Linked DNA regions of Danio rerio: region 2 is linked to region 1. A link is a contact called in public Hi-C data. All regions are on one chromosome and are shown on one strand. Each heading gives the region's core, a stretch centred on a gene start, on an enhancer-like site or on the middle of the called end of the contact. The rest is flanking DNA. Distances are from core to core; before and after follow the strand shown. Region 1 overlaps vta1 (vesicle (multivesicular body) trafficking 1). Region 2 overlaps adgrg6 (adhesion G protein-coupled receptor G6).

Region 1 (4,066 bases), core at 1,402-3,901:
TAAAATTAAATGCTACTTTTTTGCCTCTATTAGCCTTTTTCTCGCCTGTTTACTGGGTTAAAAATCTTACATTATTCCATCTCCACCTGCTGGTGAAAGCTAGAGCAGCTGGCGATCTTCAATCTGCAATCTATTGCTTCTCCTGCAGTTCACGGATGTAATGTTGAATTTTATCAGTCGAATTTGATCCACTGAATTTATGGAAGCGAATATTAGAACTGAAATAAAATGAACTGAAAATGACCTTTAGAATATTATACATCGTATTTTTAAAGGGTATTGAATATTTTTTAAGTGAAATCTGAAAATTGAATATGAATTATTGAATTTTTAAGTATGAAAACGTGTTTGAAATATTTTTCGTTGAAATATTCACAGCTTAAATAAACAGATATGTTAAAATTCAGGACCTAAAAATACAAACCCTGGAATTCAAGTCATTAAAATGCAAGAACTTGTTAATACGGTGTATTATTTTTTTCAGTTTGTGATATTCAACAAGCTTTTTAATTCAAGACTTTAGGCATTGATTTTGTTCCATACGACCCCAGATTAATAAAGGGACTAAGCCAACAAGAAAATGAATGAATGACAGTGCACTGCTTGAAAGAAACTGCGCTGCTTTATCATACTAAATACATTTTAAGGTTCCGTTATAATGCTGCTCTAGCGGTCAAATAAAAAAAGAATTATATATTAAAGTGTCTTTGAGGTTTCCTTGTTGTTTATAAATCCAAACCGGAAAATGAGGGTGTATGATGTCATAAGCATAGAGGACACGATCCATGTTACAAGTTAAATCTTATTTTTTTTGTATAATACAAGAACATCAGTCTGCAAAATATAATACTGTTCTAGTTGTTTTTGGACAATGTAATGGGAAAATATGTACATATTTTGCCTTTAAAGGGCACCCATTTTCTTTTTCAAGATTTAAAATAAGTGTTGTGTCTCCAGAATGTGTCTGTAAAGTTTCAGCTCAAAACACCCATCAGATTATTTATTATACCTTTAAGAATGTTAAAATTTTCTGCTCTGAACACAATGTAGCTGTTTTTGTTGCCTGTGCCTTTAATGCTAGTTCTCCCTGCCCACCATTCCCACGTGCCTGTCAGAGTGTGCCTCAATCTCCGTCACAGTGACAGACATGAGAGAAGGAGATCTCACGTAACATTTGAGAGAAATACTACAGTAAGAACTTTCCCAATGATTATTTGATGTATTTGTTGGGGAGTTGCAACAGTGAGTCACACACAATGTCATTAAAAAGTTACAATGAACGCACACAGACATACACACAGTGGACACACACACACACACATTGTGTACGTTTAACTTTGCACAGTTATTGCATGCAAATGTGACAGGATATGTGTTAATATCCACTGCTGTGTGGATATCTGTTATGTTGATGTACAAAATAAACTTGATTTAACAACCACACACTGAGATTAAAGCGTCCTCTTTTATAATTGTACTGGCATGCGGCTATGGTGATAAAAGATGGTAATATCACCTTAATTCATAACAAACATGCACAGTTTTAAAAACTAACCAGTAAAACTCATACTTGATCGAATTTATTGATGACTGATGTTCACAGAGAGCTGAAGAGATCTTTTAACAGCAGATGCTTTGCACACGTCTTGTCTTGTTAATATGATTATGTGTTATTACGGATACATGTTATTACTTTTCTGGCAATCAATACGGTGGGCGGGGAAACCACACTCCTACATCACGTTGCAGTGGGCCTCAAAATGGGAACGATTTGGATCCTATTTTAAAGCCAAGAAATTAAAAATAACAATAATAATAATTTACTCCAATATGACTGTGAAAACACTATACCTAAACACAGTTCTGTCCTAACATCTTACAAAACATGATTTTCATAATTGGTGCCCTTTAATACCAGTATTAAAAAAAAAAAAAAAAAGGATAAGTGTTCAGGCAGCCAAAAAAAATTATTGTTCAATTATGTATTTGACCATTGCGAAAGTACAGTTTGTCAGTTTACCTCACTTTTTGTGTTGTGCTTAGTGTAACGGCTTTTAAAAGTGTTAAAAATTAAAAAATGTTAAAAAACTAGTGTTTCTTCTGATTAAAATGCCATTTTAGTTTCTCCTAAAAAGCATCTACTCTGGCGCACATGATAAGAGGAAATAGAAAAAGCTTTATGTAAAGGAGGAGGAGTCACAAAGCACACCTATTACTCAACCACCACTGACCAATGGTACTTTGAAGGGGTTTACCAGTTAGGGTGGACCTTTACATTCTCTTACAAATTCACTATTAAACTGTTAAACTGTTTCAAACTCATGAAACATAAAAGTTTGGAGTTAATTCTTTGATTTCAACTATAGTATATGAGGGCCTTTAGCCAATCTGGGTTTAATTCAGTAGTATAGCCTGAATGAAAAGTGTTGATCAGGCTTTTTGCATGCCCAGGCTGCACACCAGATTGCACCCATTTAGGGACAACAAAGCGCTCTACAATATTTCAGAAACTCATTATGGCCGAGTAAGCATTAACGCAAGCTTGACGTTTGACAGACGAAAGACAGCGTGACTCTTCAGTCGAGGACATGCCCGAGTATTTCACTGACATCTGCAGTAAGAACCGAATTGTATATTCAGGAATGTCAGCCCGCGCACACTGCTTTCCCTACTACAAGGATGTTATTATGTAGCTGCTGCTCAGTCTGAAGACTGGATAAGGTCCAGCGAGAAGGAAGGAAAACAATGTCAAAGAGGGCCTTTTCCATAGGTTTACAGCATGGTGCCAATCAGAGAACTGAAGCTCTGTCAAAGAGACAGAAGCCAGAGCAGAAACAAGCATCAGAAGAGCACAACTAAAGATGGCCACATTAATCTGCCACTGCGCACATGGATGTTGCACATTACGATGCCTTCATAGGAAACATTAATCCTCTTAATCTTGAAAAAACAGTTTCTATTACCAGCACTTTGAAGTAGAACAAAATTTGTCCTTTCATTTATTATATCATTGAAATGATTGTGCAATAAAAAAATTAAGGCTGTAAGAATACACTACAAGGCATCAAAATGACTAAGTATATATATATATATATATATATATATATATATATATATATATATATATATATAAAAAGTGTAAACATATATACACACATATATATATATATATATATATACACACACACACACACACACACACACACATATATATATATATATATATATATATATATATATATAAAACTTTAATTCCCATTACAAAATTGTTTAAACTTTTTAGATATTGAAGAAAATATGATAAGCAAAAGTCATAGATGCATCGTCATAATATATATGGCTCAGCATATACAGTTTAAGTCAAAACTATTAGCCCCCTCTTTTTTTATATATTTCCCAAAAGTCTCATTTTTAGTCATTTTAATTTTGTTAAAACCATTTTAAAGGTCAAAATGATTAGCCCCTTTAAGCTATATATTTTTTCTGGTAGTCTACAGAACAAACCATCCTTATACAATAACTTGCCTAATCACCCTATCCTGGGGTGCGTTTCCTGAACAACGACACAACTTAAGGCTGAACTATCATGGTACAATGCATCGTTTGAAAAAAGAACGACGTAGTTCTTCAATATTTTTTTTGGTTAAAACATGCATTCGTTTTCTATATTAACTGAAATATTTGTAAATGGCACAAATACACAAATATTTGTTTATTTTACAAATATTATTGAGAGTGACATATCTTATTCTAAAACAAATCACTTACAAAAGCTAACATCTATTCTAATATCATATATAAATCATATGAATGAATAAATAATACTAAGGCAATTTATTATAAAATGAAATGTAATTTATTATATATTAGGATCTGAAAAAAAAACAATTTAATAATGATGATGATTATTATTATTATAATTATTATTATTATTAAGTAGGGTACCGCTTATTTATTATTTTTTATAAAAATCTACATTTACAATTTGACACTTGTAAACCACGGCAGAAAGTTCTAACCGGCAGGCCCATGTCATATACAGTACAGATACTTAATAAACAACCCA
Region 2 (4,163 bases), core at 1,216-3,715, 120 kb before region 1:
AAAAATTTTGTTGAAATTTTGTAGGTTGTCATTTATTTTTGCAATATTTTGCTTAAATTTATTGTATTATCTTTCAATTTCTAAATATGTTTGGTGACTAAAATAACATTTTAATCAACATCTGTTTTACAAATCTGTTTTGTTTAAATTCACTACAATCTATTGCCTATATTCACTGAGGAATGGATAAAAATATGCATTTTCAAAAAAGAGAAATGCATAACTCAATTATGAGCATAGCTCAATTATGCTGAGCACTGTATATCTCATCTTTAATGACTTCAAAATGCACTTATAGGTATCAAGACAAATACAACATTACCTATATTTAAGAAGAGCTCAGTAATATTAATTTGTATTAATTCATATTAATTAAAACACTAAAAATATCACGTTATTAAACAATATCCAAGCAAAAATACTCATTATTTATGGTTACTGAATTGTCACTGTAAAGCATGCCATACCCATTAAGTTCACGGTAACACTGTCTAAAGTCAAGCCATTTCCAATAGCAGGGGCACTTCTCAGCATGCTCTCAATCTCCACCTCTGCCAGATTCACATCGGTGGTATTCTTATACACCAGTAGCGCCAAGTAGATTTGTCTGTGAAAAATGCAATATCACATCAACAACAAATCTGTTTCGATAGATTAGCAAAAAAAAAATATATATATATATGCATATAAATAGGCAGTAACACTTTATTTTGATGGTCCATTTGCTGAATTTAAGTTGCCAGCTTAAATTGTTGAAATTAAGTTGTTGAGTTTAACATGCCAACGAATTCTCATTAGATTACAAGTAGACTGTCAGGTTGGGGTTGGGGTTAGGGATAAGGGTTAGTGTAAGCTGACGTGTACTTGCAAAGTTTCTTATAGTCAGTTAAACATCTGTTGAAGGAGCAGTATCAACAGATATTAAGCAGACAGTCTAACACTCAACTGGACCAATTAAATAAAGTGTTACCAATTAGCCTAATGGAATATCTTTTTAATAAAAATATAAATAAGCAGTCTGAAATGTTTTACCGTGTGGTTGTGATCCTTGAGAGAACAGTGATAAGCTGAAGACTAAAAACTCAAATGGTAAAAGTCATTAGTTAAAGAAAAAATGAATGTTTACTGTTATAATTAGATTTTTAAAAGAACCATACCTGATGCCATCAACATAAACTCTATACATCCAGTTCTGAAATGTCTGATTGAGCTGTAAAACATCAAAAAACATGTGTATAATAATTTAAGTGTAAAATAAAAGTCTATAATAATTTTCAGTAGCTTTGTAACAGCCATTTAAAATGCATTTAACAGTAAAAGAAAACAAATATATAAGAAAAGTGTAAAAATATACCCATTGAGATATTATCGCCGTAGCATCTCTATCTGGAGTTTGTTCATCAGTAACCACAAGGGTTGATCTGTAGAAAATATCCTCTGTAATAGTAGATAAAGAAATTTTTAGTTGCACGTCAAAAAAGGTATTTAATTCACTTGCTTTATTTCTGTGATGCATAGCAGTAGTCTATGTCTTGGTAATTACCAAACAGATCTTAAAATCAGTCTGCTAAACCAAATCAACCCAAAGTCTTACATAAACAAGTTCAGTATAGAGGATTTGCCATTAATCACATTCTCGGTACATGAAGCAATGCATTTTGAGAGCTACTGCTATGCTGCACTTCTACCACAAGATGGCTCTCATGTATCTTGAGTTGTTAGTGCTGGACTACTTTATGATGCAGTACTACACCATGCCAAGGCTTTCTTAGGAGACTCCAGATATAATAACATTTCAAAAACTGACTTCACAAATTGAAAATATGAGACAGCTTCTTAAGATAGCACACTGTACTTTCAATCCACACAAGGATTCTCTCGTAAAATTGTCAGAGAGCAAATCCTTCTTGAAGTAAAACTAAAATGGTCAAGGTGAAATAAATGATTAAATATGGCAGTCTCCTAAGAAGGAAGAATGATATAAATCTGGATAATTTCAAGAGAGCTATGCACTCGATCTGAGTGAGCAAATCAGTACATTAAGAGGGCTGAAAATCAATGATTGTCAGAACTGGCTATGGTTAATATACTCTAGTAAATCAAATAGGATTTTAATCTGCACAGCAAGAAGACCCTCATTTTTCCCCACAATTGGGTAACCATCATTCTACGATTCGTTCACTTGCTCAGAAAGTCAGGATTCAGTAATAAAAGAAACTATTTCTCTTTCTAAGGTCTAGATCGTTATTGGAAAACATACTGTTCCCGGCTGAAAGTCCACACAGACATGTAATATGAAAGGGAGCTTTACATGGACATGGGGCCAGTTCATGAGGGTCTGTAGTGGTCCCATTGGTGGCACCAGCGTGCACCGAGCCAAAACTTGGGATGACTCCATTGGCTGGGGTGGCGGCTGTGCCATTTGTTGGGACAAAAGGCTGGTCGTCAATAGCTGGAGTCGGATGCGTCTTGGTATCTGTGGTGGCGGGTTGAACAACGAGCACATTGTGGCTGTGGCTGGAGGGGTTTGCTGATTCATTCTTGGCCCAAAATGGCCACTTTGTTGTTGAAGAGTGGACATGTTTAGCGTCCAGCAGGTCTTCACTGTAGCCGCTTGAGATGTGTATTGATTTGGATGGTTGAAAGACTGAAATGGAGGCAGTCCATTCAAGTACTGATGGCATGCTGCTTATAGAAGTGTGAAATTGATGAAGAGGAGTGTTTGGTGGTGTATGAGATGACAGATCTGCATAAGTCATAGTTATTTGCAAATGAGGTTGAGTGTGGAATGGTTCAATTGTGTGCATATTTATTTTAAACAATTCATAGTCTTGAATAGTGTTCGAAATCTGCTTTTTCTTAAATGACTTAGAGACATCTGGGATGTTCAGAGTTGTTTTTAAGGGCCATGTGGTAGGGGTGGCTTCAATGTATTTGTGGGTTGTACTGCTGATTCGAGTGTAAGCACTAGAAATAATAAATCTATCATGGTAAACCTTCTCTTTAGAGCGAGAAGGAAAGACATTGCCTGGTTCTATGAAGTTAGAAATGTCTATTGTCTCTGACTGATATCTGAATTTGGTTTCATAAGGTGAGGCCTCATCTGGTCTATGGTTTCTTATTGAATTGAGGAAATGTGAGGGAAATATTTCAGTTGATGAAATTTGGGAACTTTCCCTGTCAGCTGTGGTGTTGGCTGACCATGTCGATGTGACCATGCCACGTACAGAGTCCAAAATGTTGAGGGAGGGCAAACTGGGAGATATATTAATCCTCTCTGCTTTAGTTTGGGCATCTGAATTAACGGGCCAAGACTGAGAGCCTCTCTGTTCATCTGTCAGGGCCACCGCAGAACTGTTTGGTAATTCTGAACTAGCATTGACAGAAATATGAGGCATATGTGACAAGTCCCTCAGATCGACCTCTGAAGGATTAACATCGCCTTGCCTGCTTAAGCCTCTGAAAAGGGTCTCTGGCAATCTGTGTATAAGCGACGGCTCCAGCGCCAGAGGTGACTCTGATTTGGACCAGCTGCCGTCTACTGACGTAGAAATGCCACCTGCGATGCTCGGATACAAAGTGAAAACCCTAGAATTTGGGAATTGGCTGGAGTGAACGACTTGAGGGTTTTCAGAGAGGATAAACTGATTGTTCATTGAGGGTAAAACCAGGTCAGTGTTGTTTTTGGGATCTGAGATAAAGAGAATTTGGGCTGAGCCAGGTGTCAGAGATGGGAAAACATCAGTGTGCGGCAAGGAAGACAACGGACTGGGTCTGATGGCCTGTGTCATTAAGAAGTCACTTTGAACCCCTTCAGTAGGCATTGAACTCTGAGGCTCAATAAGAGTGGCAGCGCTGTGGGTTGAATCCATAAGCAGTTCAGCCACTGGCTCGACACTATGAGAGGGGGAGAGAGAGGAGATAACAAGTGTCTCTGTTGTGAGGGTATAGCTGCCTTGAGGAGTGAGAGGGCTCGCTGCCAAAGGCTCTATGAGTAAAATAGTTTGATTGGGGAGATAGTCGAAAGAGCTCTGTTGGGAGGCTGATGAAAAAAGAAAAGGGGTGGTATCGGTTAGACTATAATCAGTTTCTGACAAGTTTGTCCTGCCGTAACCTTTTGTTAAAGATTCCATCTTGCCATGTGTAACCATTGTGGACTTTTT

The links. Hi-C and Micro-C count contacts between places; a contact is called where the count stands out from the background.
Region 2: a Hi-C map of an unstated tissue shows a contact between it and region 1, with 3 times the contacts expected there. The contact joins two enhancer-like sites. A contact is called at or near these places in 2 of 18 Hi-C or Micro-C datasets (caudal fin and an unstated tissue).

Annotation. Positions count from the first base shown.
Region 1 is chr20:40,585,331-40,589,396 of GRCz12tu, reverse strand. The region is part of intron 1 of vta1 (vesicle (multivesicular body) trafficking 1); the gene reads right to left. Among named protein-coding and RNA genes, the nearest start is that of vta1, 12 kb to the right of the region's middle. Within about 2 kb of position 2,651, at least 7 of the 62 cell types and tissues checked have an H3K27ac peak or open chromatin away from gene starts, as enhancers often do.
Region 2 is chr20:40,709,238-40,713,400 of GRCz12tu, reverse strand. adgrg6 (adhesion G protein-coupled receptor G6) reads right to left here. Exons shown (of 24, transcript NM_001369129.1): 6 at 1,355-1,437; 7 at 1,158-1,210; 8 at 1,033-1,047; 9 at 468-607. Among named protein-coding and RNA genes, the nearest start is that of trnaf-gaa, 23 kb to the left of the region's middle. Within about 2 kb of position 2,465, at least 5 of the 62 cell types and tissues checked have an H3K27ac peak or open chromatin away from gene starts, as enhancers often do.